2 separate regions of the Hordeum vulgare genome follow, and region 1 is linked to region 2. A link is a contact called in public Hi-C data. All regions are on one chromosome and are shown on one strand. The core of a region is the stretch at or near the end of the contact, and the rest is flanking DNA. Distances in the headings are between cores, read along the strand shown. Region 1 has its middle 170 kb from the start of LOC123427462. Region 2 has its middle 28 kb from the start of LOC123427459.

The links. A called contact is a pair of places that touch in the nucleus more often than the background predicts.
Region 1: a contact with region 2 is called in a Hi-C map of leaf, with 3 times the contacts expected there. The contact joins two enhancer-like sites. A contact is called at or near these places in 2 of 6 Hi-C or Micro-C datasets (both in leaf).

What each region holds. Positions count from the first base shown.
Region 1 is chr2H:585,351,927-585,357,140 of MorexV3_pseudomolecules_assembly, reverse strand. No RefSeq gene overlaps it. Among protein-coding and RNA genes, the nearest start is that of LOC123427462, 170 kb to the left of the region's middle. Within about 2 kb of position 1,935, at least 3 of the 3 cell types and tissues checked have open chromatin away from gene starts, as enhancers often do. A contact at or near this core is called in leaf, where this site is marked.
Region 2 is chr2H:585,111,266-585,116,011 of MorexV3_pseudomolecules_assembly, reverse strand. No RefSeq gene overlaps it. Among protein-coding and RNA genes, the nearest start is that of LOC123427459, 28 kb to the right of the region's middle. Within about 2 kb of position 2,936, at least 3 of the 3 cell types and tissues checked have open chromatin away from gene starts, as enhancers often do. A contact at or near this core is called in leaf, where this site is marked.

The DNA.
Region 1 (5,214 bases), core at 686-3,185, 240 kb before region 2:
TCCTGGTCACCTGTTGTTATCTTACCCCAGAATCTGCCTTCTGTCAAAGCTTGCAACGCGTTTACACGGAGAGAGCCTATATGGAAACGTGAGAATTAATGCACGGGCATGGCTGGATTAGCAGTTGTTGCCCACTGAAGCGAAGCATGGCCGGATCTCAGCCGCCGTGTTTTGACCGAACTGGTAATGCGGCTTGAATGCATTTTTGGCGGCAATGATGGACGACGCTGGCCCGTTGCCGAAGTCGTTGGAGGCAGCACTACCGTGATGATGACGACGAGCGCTGCCCCGCCCTGGCACGGGACACCGGAATCTGACGCTCCTCGGCGCGCGCCTCCCTGTCTATGTCTTTGTGGTTCACGAGTGGTGGTGGATATTTGCCCTGCCGCTGCCTCTGTACCGGCCCGGTGGTCCAATCTCATCCGTTGTGCTGGTTGTTGCAGCGGCAGGGCTTGCTTCACGTTTGGTCTTCCTGTGCGGCGGGGCCAGCGGCGGGCATACGTGTCGACCCGTCGTTCGCGCGACGCGCCGCTGCCCGGTGTGCATGGTCGATCGGACGGCGCGCGGCTCCGCCCCGGGCGAGCATGCAGGGCGGGGATTTGCATGCGCTCCCTGCGACAGTGCTATGCAGGTAAAGGGCTACGAGGGCCAGGGTGAATGATGCGACGTAGCCTGTCGCCCATGCATCTCGTCGCCGTCCCCAACAACAACATGGCCGGCCGGCCGGCCGGGCTGGCTCGATCGCGCCCTATAGTGGCCCTGCCTGCTGCTGTGCTGCACTGCAGGGTCGGGGCGTATGTGTATCAGTGGACGCGCGTGTGCGCGTGTGGGCACTGTGGCCTTCAGCGCCAGCCGTAACCCTCGATCGACCAACGCTCAGATTCCCGGGTTTTCATCTCGCGAATCATCATGGGCAGCACAAGAAATCCTTGTTTTCTCGGACAGGCAGTCGTGCAGTTTGCAAGCTGGAGTAGCTACTAGCTAGCAGTGGCATGTTCATTGTCGAGTCAAGGTTTGAAAGTCTAGACCGATGGTTGAGCACCCATTTTCCTTGACCCGGGAAAAGCAAGCACCGCCCTCTCCACCGGCATTCGTATATATGTCAAACTACGTTGCTTTCGCGGCGCTCGATTCGCGCAACAAGTTGCACCGTCACCACGTACTGATGCCACACAGCGCGGCGCCGATCGAGCGTGTCTCCTGCGTTCGAATAGGGGTCTCCCCGGCGACGACGACTCCGTCTCGGTTGTAGCGTAGCTGCATGGGATTCCGACGGGACGGCGTTCGCGGTCGCCCACGGCGCGGCGACCGTGCCGACATGCGCAGCGCCGCGCCCATGTCGTCGGCACGTCACTCCGCGAGCGGTGGTCAAGGAAAAACCAAAGCCCGCTCGATCTGCCTCTGCGGGCGACTCGAGAGGCTTCCCTGGGTTATTGGTCGAGGTAGGGACATGTCTGCACTGCACTGCACTGCACTGCATCGGCGTCGATCCATGGGTACAGCGTACAGGCCACTGGCCACGGGCACAATTATATTTTCCATTGCGATCTGACTGTAAAGACGATAATTGGTTGGCTAGCCCTAGCTAGCGTAGCTAGCGGCCTGGGGGGGAACGGGGACTGTTACGGATTGCACGCCACAGTTAGATAAAGTGGCCGGAGCCTAGCGTTAGCGAGCTAGAGAGGCTGACAGCGATCGAAACGGGCACTGCACTGCACCGACTGTCGTTTTTGCAACAACTTGTTGCGTGTCTAGTCCAGGCAGTGCGCGAGTGGGTGAGATGGAGGACCGAAATCCAGCTCCAGCCAAGGGTCCCGGCCCGGGCAGTGATGATCGGTCGAGCAGCTGGATAAGCTCAAGGACCCTTTGTGGTGATGCATATTTGAGATGATTCCAGCTCGGGAGCAGGGATCCATCTATCTGCTCTAGGGTTGGTGCTGCAGAGAATCCCTGCTTCGCCCCCGGGCATCATCACTGCATGGGCATACCAAGGGAGTGGGTGAAAGGGAGAGAGAGAGAGAGAGAGAGATCTGTTGCCCAACTGCCAGCAGCTGCTCCCCTGAGCCAGGTCCGTGCATGACACCACCCTCTTGCTCCCCACGGACGCAACAATAGGGGAAGACACACCAGAGGGTTTTGTTCCGACGGGAACTTTGTGCCTTTGTACCTAGGCCAAATCCAACCCACGAACTCAAATAAATTTTCATTTTGTCTAGATTTTATCTGTTTGGGTAGGACAATCGGTGGCGTATGGCCTATTCTGTGCATGCGCTGGCCGTGCGTTGTGCATCTGGTCCGCCACGGCCAAAGGACCCCCTTATTTCTTTTGGCATTGAAACTTTTTTTATTTCATTAAAGATACATACATGCATCAACTCTTTGCTACGAGAGTAAGATAAAAAAAACAAGTACTACAATTAAATATTTTAATAGATCGATTTATTATTCTTTTCGATATCAAAACATGCATTCCCTTTACACACAAATTTGAGCAAATAAGCTATAGAAATTCCACCAAAGCCTAGAAGAAAACTGAACCTAGAGAAGCACATACCCCATCCTTTTTGCACTTGACGAAGATCCATTGGAGATGTTCCGGTGTCGTAGATCTACTGGTTGGCCAACGCTCGGGCCGAGGGGAGCACCAAGCGGGTGACTATGCTACTAGGAGGAGGAGAAGGAGGAGGAGGAGGGGAGATGGGGGACGGGCCGGAGAGCGAGATAGAGAAAAATTGCCGGCGACGCTATGTGGGAGGGTTTGCTCGGGGGCGCGGCAAGCGGGGGAGGGGGAGAGAAAAAGGGGGTGCACACGTCCCCAGCGGGCGGGCCAAGGGAGGACATGGGCATGCGTCTTGCCCATCCGCCTGTGTACACTTTGGCGCAAACGTGGCCCAAATATGGACTGGGAATGAGGCGAAAGCGGATGAAAAACAAACAATTGTCTGTTTGCTCGCACGCGCTGGTTTGTGTTTTCTGTCCGCTTACCCCTAAACGAACACTACCGGACGATTTGGGGTCGTGCATTGGAGTTGGCCTTAGGCCAAATCCAGCACACGACCCCGTCTTGTCTGGGTGCGTCTGTTTTGACCAAAATGGATAGTCGGCACGGCCGAACGCATGACCACATCTGCATAATGTATCTATTTCACATTCGGCCCGCCCCATTCCTAAAGCAAATTTGCTCGAGGTTTGCGTCCGGAGGACAACCAATGGAGCCACGCGCCCAAACTTCTCTTCTGCGTCGAGCTCGCATGGCAGGCGGCCACCTACATTCCATCGTCCAAAATTAATCCGTGTGTGCGGGGTGGTCCGCTTGTTAGCCACCCATCTGCCCTGGTCGTCGTCGTTCTTAACGCGGAAGCCGTGAACCGGTTAGTCCATAGCTTTCACTTTCGAGCCCTCATGCCTCCTCGAGCCCCAACACGAGTGAAACCCTAGCCGTCGGTCTTCCTATTCCTCTTGCCAACCGTCATCGGGGGCGGCATTTGCTCGGCAAGGGAAAGCACAACCATGAGGCCGGATCCTCCTTCGGTCCCCGCTGCTCCACTAACTCCACGCCACCCGATACGCCCACATTGGCGATCTCGCCAACGGGGGCGCCGCAACGCTGCAGGCCGTACATCAACACAAGAATCTCCTGTAACTCTTGGGAGATGGCGATGCCACTGCCGTGAAGCGATGCTCACCTTCCCAACAACTCGCAACTCTCCACGAACAGGGTGCCCATCCCAGCGATCACAGTGAGCGACCACGCCTGCCATGACGAGATCGACAGGCATCGTGCCCGTCTGCCACCAGAACTCCTCTTTGACCGCAGGTTCGTCGTGGAATTGCCGCTATGGGATACATGGCTTCGCGATGATCATGATCTCCGACGACAATATTTTTTTGTCGATCGTCCTCCGAGCCTGCGTCGGCCGCGTCTTGCCTGCAGTGCGCGTGCTCGCAGTCCGCCCCAGACGCACGGGGCGTACGTCTGTGTGTGGCGTCACACCGACGCAAATCCCCCCTCCCCGCCAACACCACCTCCCATGACAGAAGAGGATGATGCCTAACCCATGAGGTGGGTCATGTAGGACTCCATAACCACCCAATGACGAACACCAGTGGGAGAGCCTCAAAAACCAAGTTGGCCATCATCGAGGCCGACGATGTCGCCATCGTGGAGCGCGAGATGGGCTTCAGCAGGTGCATTAGGAGGTCGTTGAGGAGCCCACCATCATCTTATGGAACCCATGGCTAGTGGGTCAGAGATGGACGTGGACGTCCACAGCGACAAAGATGGCGGAATGGATGAGTGCCGAGCCATGGGCGCCCATGCCACCACGACCACTGGACCCATCCCCACCATGCGAAGAGGTTGTGCATGCGTCTCCGTCCATGCAACCATCGCAGGAGCCACTAGCCCACTGCTACTGCAACAACAGACCTTCCTTGACAACGGCGCCAGGAATCCTTCTGTCACGGGCTACGCCTATAGGGACTTCCTTGGCAAATATGCAAAGGATTTCCCTGCGGCCTTGGAGCCTTGCGTTGGTGTTCCCTTGAAGAGGAAAGGGTGATGTAGCACAGCGGCGGTAAGTATTTCCCTCAGTTTGAGAACCAAGGTATCGATCCAGTGGGAGGCTCGCGTCGAGTCACAAGTACCTGCACAAACACAAAGAGCTTGCACCCAACGCTATGAAGGGGTTGCCAATCCCTTATAGATGGTTTGCAAAGTGAGAACTGAAAGCAAAACGTAAACAAAACAAAGTAAAAGTGAAAGTGGAGACAATAGTTGTGAATAGACTCGGGGACCGTAGTGTTCACTAGTGGCTTCTCTCATGAAAGCAAGTAGACGGTGGGTGAACGAATTACTGTCGAGCAATTGATAGAACCGATTATATCTATAGGCATCACGTCCAAAACAAGTAGACCGATACTTTCTGCATCTACTACTATTACTCCACACGTCGACCGCTATCCAATATGCATCTAGTGTATTAAGTTCATAAGAACAGAGTAACGCCTTAAGCAAGATGACATGATGTAGATGGACAATCTCATATCTATGATAAAAGCCCATCTTGTTACCCTTGATGGCAACAACACGATGCGTGCCTTGCTGTCCCTTCTGTCACAGGGAAAGGTCACCACACGGTATGAACCCAAAACCAAACACTTCTCCCATTGCAAGAATCATAGATCTAGTTGGCCAAACAAAACCCAAGACTC
Region 2 (4,746 bases), core at 1,687-4,186:
AGCACCACCTATCGAAACCACGCCAAAAATTGTCGTGTCAATCTTTGCGTTTGATCTTCCTTTCCCTACCCTCTATTTACATGTGCATGTTTTTACTTTTTGCTGGTATACTCTTAGACATGCATGTGTAGGGTGTGCTTGACATACAACAATTGCTAAAACTTGCCCACAACTAAAATTAGGAAAAGGCTAAGCTTTTATTTGGTTAAGTAGTCTAATCACCCCCTGTCTACACATACTTTGGATCCTACACGAGGCATGCAGCCTCACCTTTATTTTCCCCTTTTTTGGGTCAATGTTGTTCGAATAATGGATTTTGCATTAATATATGGTTGCATCCATTGTGCTGATGCAAAGGCAAGGGGGTATCCTCCTTTTTCAAGAAAAAAACGAGATCACACCTACAAAATAAATACATTAGATTTATTTCCTATATGAAGTGCAAAAGAATGCCAACAACGCTCTCCTCTTCCCCCGCTGTCGCCGGAGGATGTTCCAAACGACAAGGTTGCTTCTTCCCGACGGGAGCGCTCCGATCTTACGTTTTGATGGAGCTTGTTCGCAGGGCCTGGCCTTGCTATGATGTTGCTTGGGTAGTGGCGACTAGTGTCGGTGGCCTTCAGTGCCTAGATTTACCCGCGGGTCATTGCCGGTGATTCGTTGGCTGGTCGGCAACCTACTCGGCGGTGGCAACAGTGATGCAACAATAATGGTCGCAACACAAGGTTGTGCAAGAGTGGTGTCAGGGCAGGTCGACTACGGCTTGCAATGGCCACAGACTTGCATCGTGTCTCGTCGTTGTTGTCGTCGTTGAACACTGCCATGGTGGCTTCGAAGCACATTCTCGTGAGTTGAATATGTCGATGATGTTTGCCTCTCCTCGGTTTGAGGCAGTTATGCTTGCAAGCATGTATTCCAGTGCATAGTGATGTCGACAACACTTGACAATGGCATTATTTACGCGTGGTGTCCTTATTGAAGACATTGCTTTGGACTCTACTCGGGCGTGCTCTCCTTGGTAAAATATAAAGATCTGATCCTTAGTTGTCTCATCTCGCGATGGCGATGCGTGCATCATGATTCCTTCTTGGAGGCATTGATTTCAAAGAATTTAACTTGCAGTTGGTGAGAAATTTTCTTGCAGTTCATGTGTTGTCAAGGACAGTGGATGTTGTTATTGCTTACAAGCTATAAGCCATTGGCTGCGTCGGTTCTCTTTGTTTTTCCTCCGTTTTCATCCTTTTTTGTGCGCACTCTCATCTCTTGACTTGATCTTAATATTGTGTCATTGCAGAGGCTAAGTGTAATTGGCATCCTCTTAAAATTAATATTTCGGTTCTCTTTGTTTTTCCTCCGTTTTCATCCTTTTTTGTGCGCATTCTCATCTCTTGACTTGATCTTAATATTGTGTCATTGCAGAGGCTAAGTGTAATTGGCATCCTCTTAAAATTAATATTTCGGTTCTCTTTGTTTTTCCTCCGTTTTCATCATTTTTGTGCGCATTCTCATCTCTTGACTTGATCTTAATATTGTGTCATTGCAGAGGCTAAGTGTAATTGACATCCTCTTAAATTAATATTTTACCATTGTTCATAAGAGGATAATGTGGGGTCTGAGTGATATACCTATGTCTTTTAAAGAATGTTCGGTTTTTTTATGATGTTAATACTTTTTGTTCCAAGCCTATGCGCTATGATGTTAGTTCAGAACACGTAGTGGTTTTAGTTATGCCCATTTTTGCCTATGTGGTGTATATACCGATTGCGGGCACACACGGTCGATTTCCTCTTGGTGCTTGAAATCTCTCTTCCGTTTGAGCCTCCTGTCATTGTAAATGACTCCTTATTTAAAAAAAATAAGAGAAAAGGATTGCCATTTAAAAAAAGTGTATTTAGTATCTACTAATTCTTTGACATGGTGACCGTGGGTTGAGTTTGATAAAATTGTAGTCCTTAGCAATATCACAAAAAGATTTCTGAGATAACAGTAAACTTTGATAAAATAAATATATAATGATATTTTTGTGTGTGTGTGGGTGTGTGGGGGGGGGGGGGGGGGGGGAGAGCAAGCAAAAGAAGCAATCTGAATGGTCTATATTTTAAAAGGGCATCAATCTCCAACGGGCGATCAAGGGGGCATGGCGTTTGCGTCGTGCGACATGACAATTTGTTTAAATTACTTTTATTAAAGAAAATTACCATTGTAAAATGCAGTTATGATGGTTCTTCGGTTGTTCGCTAGGATCGCATCCCCGGGTGAACGTTCGCCATATATCTTTTCTCTTTTAAAAACACATCCCCATGTTCAAGTCATTTTCACATGTATTTTATACAACACTCATCCGATACAATCCTCATACGACTTTCCTTATAACTATCGACCAAACGACATAGACATCGTAGTGGACTTGGATCAAGGTCAAGGCTCTCGAAAATCCGCCTGCATTAACAAAAGAAGAAAGATATAAAAGGACAAATCCAATTACACAACTCCCCTAATAACATAGTCGAACCTTGCTCCAAGACAAAACAAAAACAAAAAAGGTTGCAGGCCTGGCTGCCATTGGTGATGCCTCTCCAGCATCAGCCGTGGGCCCCTTTGTCAGCACCTGGACCAGGCAAAACCCCTGACCGGTGAAGTACCCCATGTGGACGGCGCAGCTCTTGAATACAAACGTTTTTGTCACGGTCGCTGAGGACGAGCCAGCCCTGATTAGAGGCGCTTGGTAAACTTCAAAACCAGACCGCCCGGATATGCTAATGCCAAACTGTAAACGAGAAAGAGAGAAAAACGCCGTGGCGCACTGGCGCCTGTAGCATATTTTTGGCGCCTGCACACACGGCGACAACGAACGGGGTGTCCACGGTTCCACCGGTGGCGCGGACGCGCCAAAATGACGAGGGGCGGAACGCGTCGCCGTCTCCACAGCCTCGTCACAGCCTTCCGCTCTGCCGCGTAGGCATCGACAAAACATATGCGGAAATTGCACACGCGCCCACGGGTTTGGCTCGCCTCGCCTTAGCCTTAACCTTAACCCACAAGCCAAAGGCGCCGATAGACAAAACCCAAGTGACATGAAATGATATGAAAGAAGAGATAAAAACGAAAGCGCACTCCCCGCCTCGACTGCCGCTCAATGGATGATATATTGGCTTCGGCCAGCCAGGAGCAAGGCAACAAAAGAGCACAGTGGCTCTCCACGACAAACGGGGAGCCGGGCGCGAGCAGGCAGGCGGACACATATGTGCTCACTTGTTTACACTCGGGGCCAATGGTGCCTTGACGCCGGCTAAAAATACAACAAGGTAGGCAATGGAACGAGTGGCATAGGGCGTGGACCATCGCCGCCCCGACACATGCAACCACTACATCAATTCGCCGAGGAAGGCGCAACAATGCAAAAGATTTGATGACTCAATCTCTTGTCCAGCGTCTCGGCCGTAGTAGGGCGTCCGAGTCCAAACGATGGATGCAGAGAGAGAGAGAGAGAGAGAGAGAGACCTGACGTACCACGGACCTGCATGGCTAGCTGCATCTGCATCGCCCAATCCCAGCCGTGCGTCCTGGACCATCCTGGCCGGCCGGTTGGTCCTCGGTGAGGACAAGGACGATGCTGTTGCTGCTACTAGTCCTCATGGACCCTCATAAATTTCCGCACACCAGTAAAATACTACAGCCACTTGGTCTTGGCAGATTAGTAAGGTGCATGCACTAACCGAACCCCCCCAATCCCCATATATGCGCAGATAAGTAAGCCGCACATACTGCGTATGCATGCATGTTGGCTTTGATCGGACCTCACCAAATGCAAGTTGCAGGGCAGAGAGGCCTAGATTTGCTCACGCGTAACATGGCATGTTGCACGCTCCTATCCAAACATAATGATGCAATCCCTATACGCAGGCCCATATTACTATTCTTAGTGTGCATCTGCTCCAAAAGAAGCGAGTAGGTTGGGTGAGAGGCTACTTGATGTGGGTAGCATCGCGGCAGAAATGATTAGGTCGTTGCTGGATTGGGCAAGTGAAACCACACAACTTGCATCTCCATCACCAACTCACCAAGAAAGAATCTTAAATCATCTCTAGCAGATCCACCGAAATTCTGAAACATACGGGTTGCAAATTATTCAGCTGAAACAAATATGCAAAACAATACTAGGTAATTTGGCAAACTATTTTCGTGCGAGAATTTGTTCGAGATCACGCAACAGTTTACACAAACATAGACTAATTCATCAAACAGAGTTCACACTAGCATACCGAAAGGATTACATACTAAGGAAACCTAACCCTAATCCTAGTTCGTGGGCATGCTCGTCGTGCTCACTTATCGTAGCCGAAGTAATATTTGATGGCGGACTTGCGCAGCGCACCGTGAGCTCCTGCTCCTTCTTGGCGGCCCGAAGCCACTTCTTCGACATTCACTACTGCATGCTCAGTGGCAACTAGCTCTTCGGCAGTGGCGCGACACCTCTTGATGTGGGGCAAGATATGCTTGTCGATCACATGGAAGCCAGCCCACGCGTCTCTTCCTGTTACAGTAGACGCGGGTGCGGTCCCGCCCCTGCCTCAAGCTCCACGCGCGTCACCCCCTGTCGTCGTCATCGCTAGAGTTGGTGAGTATCACCACAACATAGCTGGAGCTTCTAGCCTCTGCGTCGAGGCGGTGCGCTTGCTTGGATGCGCACAGTGGTGGCCGCCACGGCTTCCACACGCATCGACGTGGCCACCACGGTCGCGGCTG